Regions from separate parts of the Mus musculus genome. Here region 2 is linked to region 1. The links are chromatin contacts, called in public HiChIP or PLAC-seq maps. All regions are on one chromosome and are shown on one strand. The core of a region is the stretch at or near the end of the contact, and the rest is flanking DNA. Distances in the headings are between cores, read along the strand shown.

Region 1 (2,789 bases), core at 129-2,628:
GTCATTATTCTGTGTCAAGCACTTTATTTTTCTCAGCCTCGCAGCAGCAATCCTGTGAGGTCAAAGCAGTCCCATGCCCCACAGAGAAGGACACTAAAATTCCTTCAACAGCTAAAGTTGGATCACTAAGCCAGAACCCTGATGCCCTCTGTAATTCCAAAGCTTGAACTCTTCCTACCCCATGGCCTGAGTTGCTGGCCAGACTTTCATGTAAAGGCAGCTTGTCTGCCCACTTCCCAGGATTCCATATATGAAGCTAAGCACCCTACCCTCTCCCTGACTCTGTCAATCAGGATAGAGAGCACCCCAAAGGAAACTCTTTTTGCTGAGGAATAATATATTGCTTACATAATTTGGCCCGAATCATCACTCTAAATTCCAAGCTGGAAGCCAGTTTTTGTCCAAGGATACAGAGTGTCAAATATAGAAACTCCCGTTAACTCTGCCCTCCCCCTTTTGATACAAGAAAATCACTGCCAGAAGGATAGAATATTCGCCAGTTGTCACAGACCAGAAGAATGGGACGGCTCTAAAACAAGGCCTATATGTTCTGGTTTCAAATCAACATGGAAACTTGCAGCTACCTATCAGCTATAAAACAAAACAAAATAAAATAAAATAAAAAAAACTTTCCTCAAATAAAATTGTGGCAACCAAAACACCAAGGACTTCCCATGCACAGTCTATGTCTTGACTCCAAAGGCACCAAGCAGCCAGAACAGATGGTGTTGTATGGCAATCAGTGTGGCTTCTGACACCCTATTCAATATCACCTGTTTGTTTTCCATGTGCAGAGAGAGCTGCCCCTGAAATTTGCTCTGCCTCTTGGGGAAACGAACCATGGAAACAGACAGGTATACTTAAGAAACTCCTGATTCCTGGTTGACTCTGCCGCTTCCAAAATCTGCCACCTGAAGCAGATCCCCTAACTTTTCAAGCCCCCCCCCCCCTGTTTCCTTACCTCACCATTAATCTCCACATTGCAGCGATCTAAGATTTGGAGTCAAGCCTTGAGAGTGATGGAAATCATAGCCCTTTCTCAGGCTCCCTGCTTGGCTTATCTGCAGAGTTCACGGCCAGCACCAGCACCTGGCTTTCCTTTCCCCCACTGCTCCTACTCGGTTCCCCTCTCCTTTTTTGCAATTCTCTTGCCTCCTCTGAAGGGCCAGCCTTAGACACTCAGATTCTGGGTACTTTCCCCATCTCCTTCTGACTCTAGGTACAGGTCTCTCCCTAGGACCCTGTGCATCAGGCTGAGTTCTTAGCAGAGCTGCTTTCAGCTTTGCAGCGCGGGATACTCACAGGGGTGGAGTCCTGCCTTCCTCAAGGGTGTGACTGAGGAGCCTAGATAGGAGGGCTGACTGTGAATAACACCCAGCCACCAGTGGAGCTCTCTCTGCTGCACAACCTCTGTGCCTTAGCTGCGCCCTGAGCAGCCTGGGGCTCCTTCACAGCGGGCCTGGCTGCAGCCTTTCTTCCAGTCAGACGGGACAAGGGCTATGAACGAGTCCTATCGCTGTCAGACATCCACCTGGGTGGAAAGGGGCTCCTCGGCGACGATGGGCGCTGTGCTCTTCGGTGCGGGGCTTCTGGGCAATCTTCTGGCGCTGGTGCTGCTGGCGCGCTCGGGACTGGGGTCTTGCCGGCCAGGGCCACTACACCCGCCGCCCTCGGTCTTTTATGTGCTCGTGTGTGGCTTGACGGTCACCGACTTGCTGGGCAAGTGTCTGATCAGCCCGATGGTCCTGGCTGCCTACGCGCAAAACCAGAGCCTAAAGGAACTGCTGCCTGCCTCAGGCAATCAGTTATGCGAAACGTTCGCCTTCCTGATGTCCTTCTTTGGGCTAGCCTCGACCTTACAGCTGTTGGCTATGGCGGTGGAGTGCTGGCTGTCTCTGGGACACCCCTTCTTCTACCAAAGGCACGTCACCTTGCGCCGGGGAGTGCTGGTGGCACCGGTCGTGGCCGCCTTCTGCTTGGCTTTCTGTGCGCTCCCCTTTGCTGGTTTTGGGAAGTTCGTGCAGTACTGTCCAGGCACCTGGTGTTTCATCCAGATGATCCACAAGGAGCGTTCATTTTCGGTAATAGGCTTCTCTGTGCTCTACTCCAGCCTCATGGCGCTGCTGGTCCTCGCAACCGTGGTGTGCAACCTGGGTGCCATGTACAACCTCTATGACATGCACAGGCGCCAGAGGCACTATCCTCACCGCTGCTCCAGGGACCGCGCCCAGTCAGGCTCAGACTACAGGCACGGGTCCCTGCATCCTTTGGAGGAGCTGGACCACTTTGTGCTGCTGGCTCTCATGACAGTGCTCTTCACCATGTGTTCCCTGCCTTTAATTGTGAGTTGCTGGGCAATAAAGTTTGAGAAACTGGGACACCTCAGGCAAGAACTGTGGGAACTTGTGGGAGGTGGGTTGGAAGGGCTAGGAGTTGCATCCAGGCCCTGGGAGGTTAGAACCTTTGCTTAATGCCCCAGGAGTGTGAATTCCATACACAATCCTAAAGTACAGCTCCGTGTGTAGAAGGAGAAGAGAGAAGTCAGATAAAGATTAGACAGATGAATCCGGTGGTGTCTCCTGACCTCAGCAAATCCTTTTCCAGTTAGCAGACACCCGCCTCTTCTCTTCTCCGGTTCCATGAAGTCTCCAGTCATCTGTGTGCTCTAGACCTTAGTTCTCTATTTCCTCACCAGGGCACATGCTGTGTAATATTTTATTTTGTTAGATCTGCCCTTTAGTTAAGTGGTGTTAGAAACAGATTAGTCAGGGAGTTTCTCTCTGTGTTTT
Region 2 (2,789 bases), core at 126-2,625, 280 kb before region 1:
TTCTAATAATTTTTAAGAGACATATTGTTAGAGAAATGCTACCTTAACATATACATAGTAGAGTAAATTATATATTCAAATAATACAAGAGTAATAGAGAAGGAATTTGGACTCAGCTGTAACTTCTCCAGGTTTAAACTTGAGAATATATTTCTCCAAAATCTAAAAACAATTATCAGTCTCTTCTTATTTTATTACTTTTTTTTATACTCCAGTTGTTACTCCCTTCCCAGTCTGCCCTCCTACAGTTCCTCATCCCATTCCTACTCCCCTGTCTCTTTATTAAGTATATTTTCATGAAGGAAAATATATTAATGCTTATTTATAATATCTGCTCAGTAATAATTTGTGTTAATGCTCTGTATTAACTAGTTTCCCCTTGTTGGATATTTGTTATCTTTTAGACAGCTTGGTCTTTCTCTCTTGGCTGATATGGAAAAGGAGACTGGCCATCACTGACCTTTGCTGTCCCAAATTCCTATTCTATTTAGTCATCCTCCTGCAAACAGGCCGGTCTGTCCAGGTCACCAGTCTGATAGAAAATCTGCAGTTCCCAGGAGCTAGAACCCTGCCTGGATGGATCGTTCCTGTCTGGTCGTGCAGTTACACTTGCCTCTTGCTTTCCCTACGCTGTCATCCGTCAGCTCCCTGATGCCCCACATGTAGCTGTAACAGCTCTCTCTGTTGTGATGATAGCCCTCAGTGTCTGTAGCTCTGCTGGAGTACAAACCCAGCCTGTCAGGACCTTATTCTTGACACAGGGACTTTCTACGGTATCAGAGTGACACTTCCTCCCCTCCCCTTGTCTTTTTGATAGGTTGGCTTCCTTAGCTGTTGAACATGAGCAGTGTTCAGGGATCACAGCAGTTTGCACACCTCTCTCTTCTAGTGAGTGAATTCCTCGAGGGCAGCAAGTTTCTTACACCTCAGGCTTCTTATTCTTAGTACATGAGATGAGCAGAAGTCACCTTCATCTCATGTTTCTAGGGCTCTGAGAGATGTGTCATCATTTAGGAGAGGATGCCATCCATGTCAGAGATAGGCAACAGGTAGAACTGCTGAAGGCCAGCCTAGGGCATTTGAAGAAGCAGACGTAGGATTTAACTTGTGGCGTAGGAAATCTAAGATGATTATTGTGAGAATGAAGAAAAGAAGTAGAAGAAAGAGTGATTGGCAAAGGGAAGGGAAAGGTATATGCCAGCTTGGGTAAAGGTTGTTGGCATGGTTTTAAAAAGTCAAGTTGTTGGTAAGGGTTTCTAGTGACCCAGTGAAATCAGCTGGTAGGTAGTAAGCCTGCTTTCTCCTTCCCTACAGAGCCTCTGGGAACATTTCTCATCTGAAATGAGATGATGTTTCTAGCTCACAGTGCCTCCAGAGGGCACTGTACTACTGCGGGACACCCTTGTAAAGCAGTAACAGGAAGGTGGTAGACAGTTAGATCTCTTACTCCTCACTAAATTCCTTTCAGCTGCTTTAAACCCAGAAGAGGTAAAAATTGGCGTTTGGGCTTGTTTAGCACATCTTTAATTGTTTTAAACATCCAAAGGATACATATGTTTGGAAAAAGCGAGCTAATCATGGAGAGGGGGGAAAAGGTTATAATTTCAGTTTCGCTTATGTTTAATCTCTAGTAAATTAAAAAACAAACAAACAAACAAAAAAAACCCCATACTCGATGGAAGAGTGAAAGAGTGTTGTCTGTCATGGGTGTACTAGCTAATCTAGGTCCAGAGCTCAGCATGAGTTATTGTAGAGATACCAACCTTTGTGTTCTTAAAGTCTGTTAGCAATTTTATTTTGACTATAATTCATTACTGTGATATAGTATTGAGTAAGAATTTTTAAAGATTTACTTACTGTGGTCAAATCTCTGAAAAAAAAGTGTGAATTTCATTTTATAAACTAAAATTGCGTGAGTGATTTGAACATCATTTCTGATTTATGCTGTATCATGCCTGTGTTTTTGTTTGAGGAATTTTAATTATTTTTTTTAACAGCCAGAAATCACTGTGGAAAATCTTCCCACATATTTAAGATTTCAGAGACCGCTACTTCTCTTGTTTAGTGGTGGCAGCATAAACCCTCAGTACAGGAACACGATCCTGGCACTGGTGAGACAGAAGCAGCTGGATTCGTTTACCCCTTGCTGGTTAAATCTGTAAGTCTATGTTGTATGGTCTTGTTTTGCTCTAAGAGGAAGGCTGGGGGAAGTCTGTGTTGTGGTGTCTGCCTAAAATCATAGCATCATGAGTTCAAGGCTACATGAAGGAAGTCGAATTACATTTTCATTAGTAAATGAAATTCTATAGCCTTCGAGTTAACATGCAACTAAATACACCATCATGATATTTTTATAACTAGTTTCCTCAGAAAAGTTCAAAGATGACCTTGTTTAGACCTGTTATTGTAAAATAACTGTAGGTACTATTTTCTGATTTTAAAAAGTAGTAGATGTCCCCTGAAAACAGTGGCAAATAGGAAAGTAAGCATTGAGATATTTACAGACTTCAGTCTGTGTGGTGACAGTCAGCCAATAGCAGTGGAGAAGGCCTTCACGCAGTGCATCCCTTTGTGGCAGTTTCTGGCGTGTTCTCTAGATGCATCACTGGTGCTTCATTAAATGTCTGTGAGCACGGTTCACATGTGCACACATGACCCTTACAGATAAGCGGTTCACATGTGCACACATGACCCTTACAGATAAGCGGTTCACATGTGCACACATGACCCTTACAGATAAACGGTTCACATGTGCACACATGACCCTTACAGATAAACGGTTCACATGT

The links. HiChIP or PLAC-seq counts read pairs in DNA pulled down with a chosen protein or histone mark.
Region 2: a CTCF HiChIP or PLAC-seq map of pro-B cells shows a contact between it and region 1, with 7 times the contacts expected there. The contact joins the enhancer-like site here to the promoter of Ptgdr in region 1. A contact is called at or near these places in 9 of 39 promoter capture datasets (the 3T3-L1 cell line, the HPC-7 cell line, cranial neural crest and 5 more), 1 of 15 datasets of contacts at CTCF or cohesin (pro-B cells), 27 of 484 Hi-C or Micro-C datasets (B cells, the C10 cell line, ECoMG myeloid progenitors and 15 more), 5 of 115 datasets of contacts at active chromatin or transcription factors (acute myeloid leukemia, bone marrow-derived dendritic cells and embryonic stem cells) and 1 of 9 other capture datasets (embryonic stem cells).

What each region holds. Positions count from the first base shown.
Region 1 is chr14:44,857,964-44,860,752 of GRCm38.p6, reverse strand. It overlaps Ptgdr (prostaglandin D receptor), which reads left to right and starts at 1,378. Exons shown (of 2, transcript NM_008962.4): 1 at 1,378-2,342. The coding sequence starts at 1,500. It overlaps Gm16976 (predicted gene, 16976), which reads right to left and starts at 2,172. Exons shown (of 3, transcript NR_167765.1): 1 at 1,303-2,172.
Region 2 is chr14:45,141,342-45,144,130 of GRCm38.p6, reverse strand. Txndc16 (thioredoxin domain containing 16) reads left to right here. Exons shown (of 21, transcript NM_001310534.1): 19 at 1,998-2,158. Among named protein-coding and RNA genes, the nearest start is that of Gm34362, 34 kb to the left of the region's middle. Within about 2 kb of position 1,375, at least 13 of the 459 cell types and tissues checked have an H3K27ac peak or open chromatin away from gene starts, as enhancers often do. A contact at or near this core is called in pro-B cells, where this site is marked.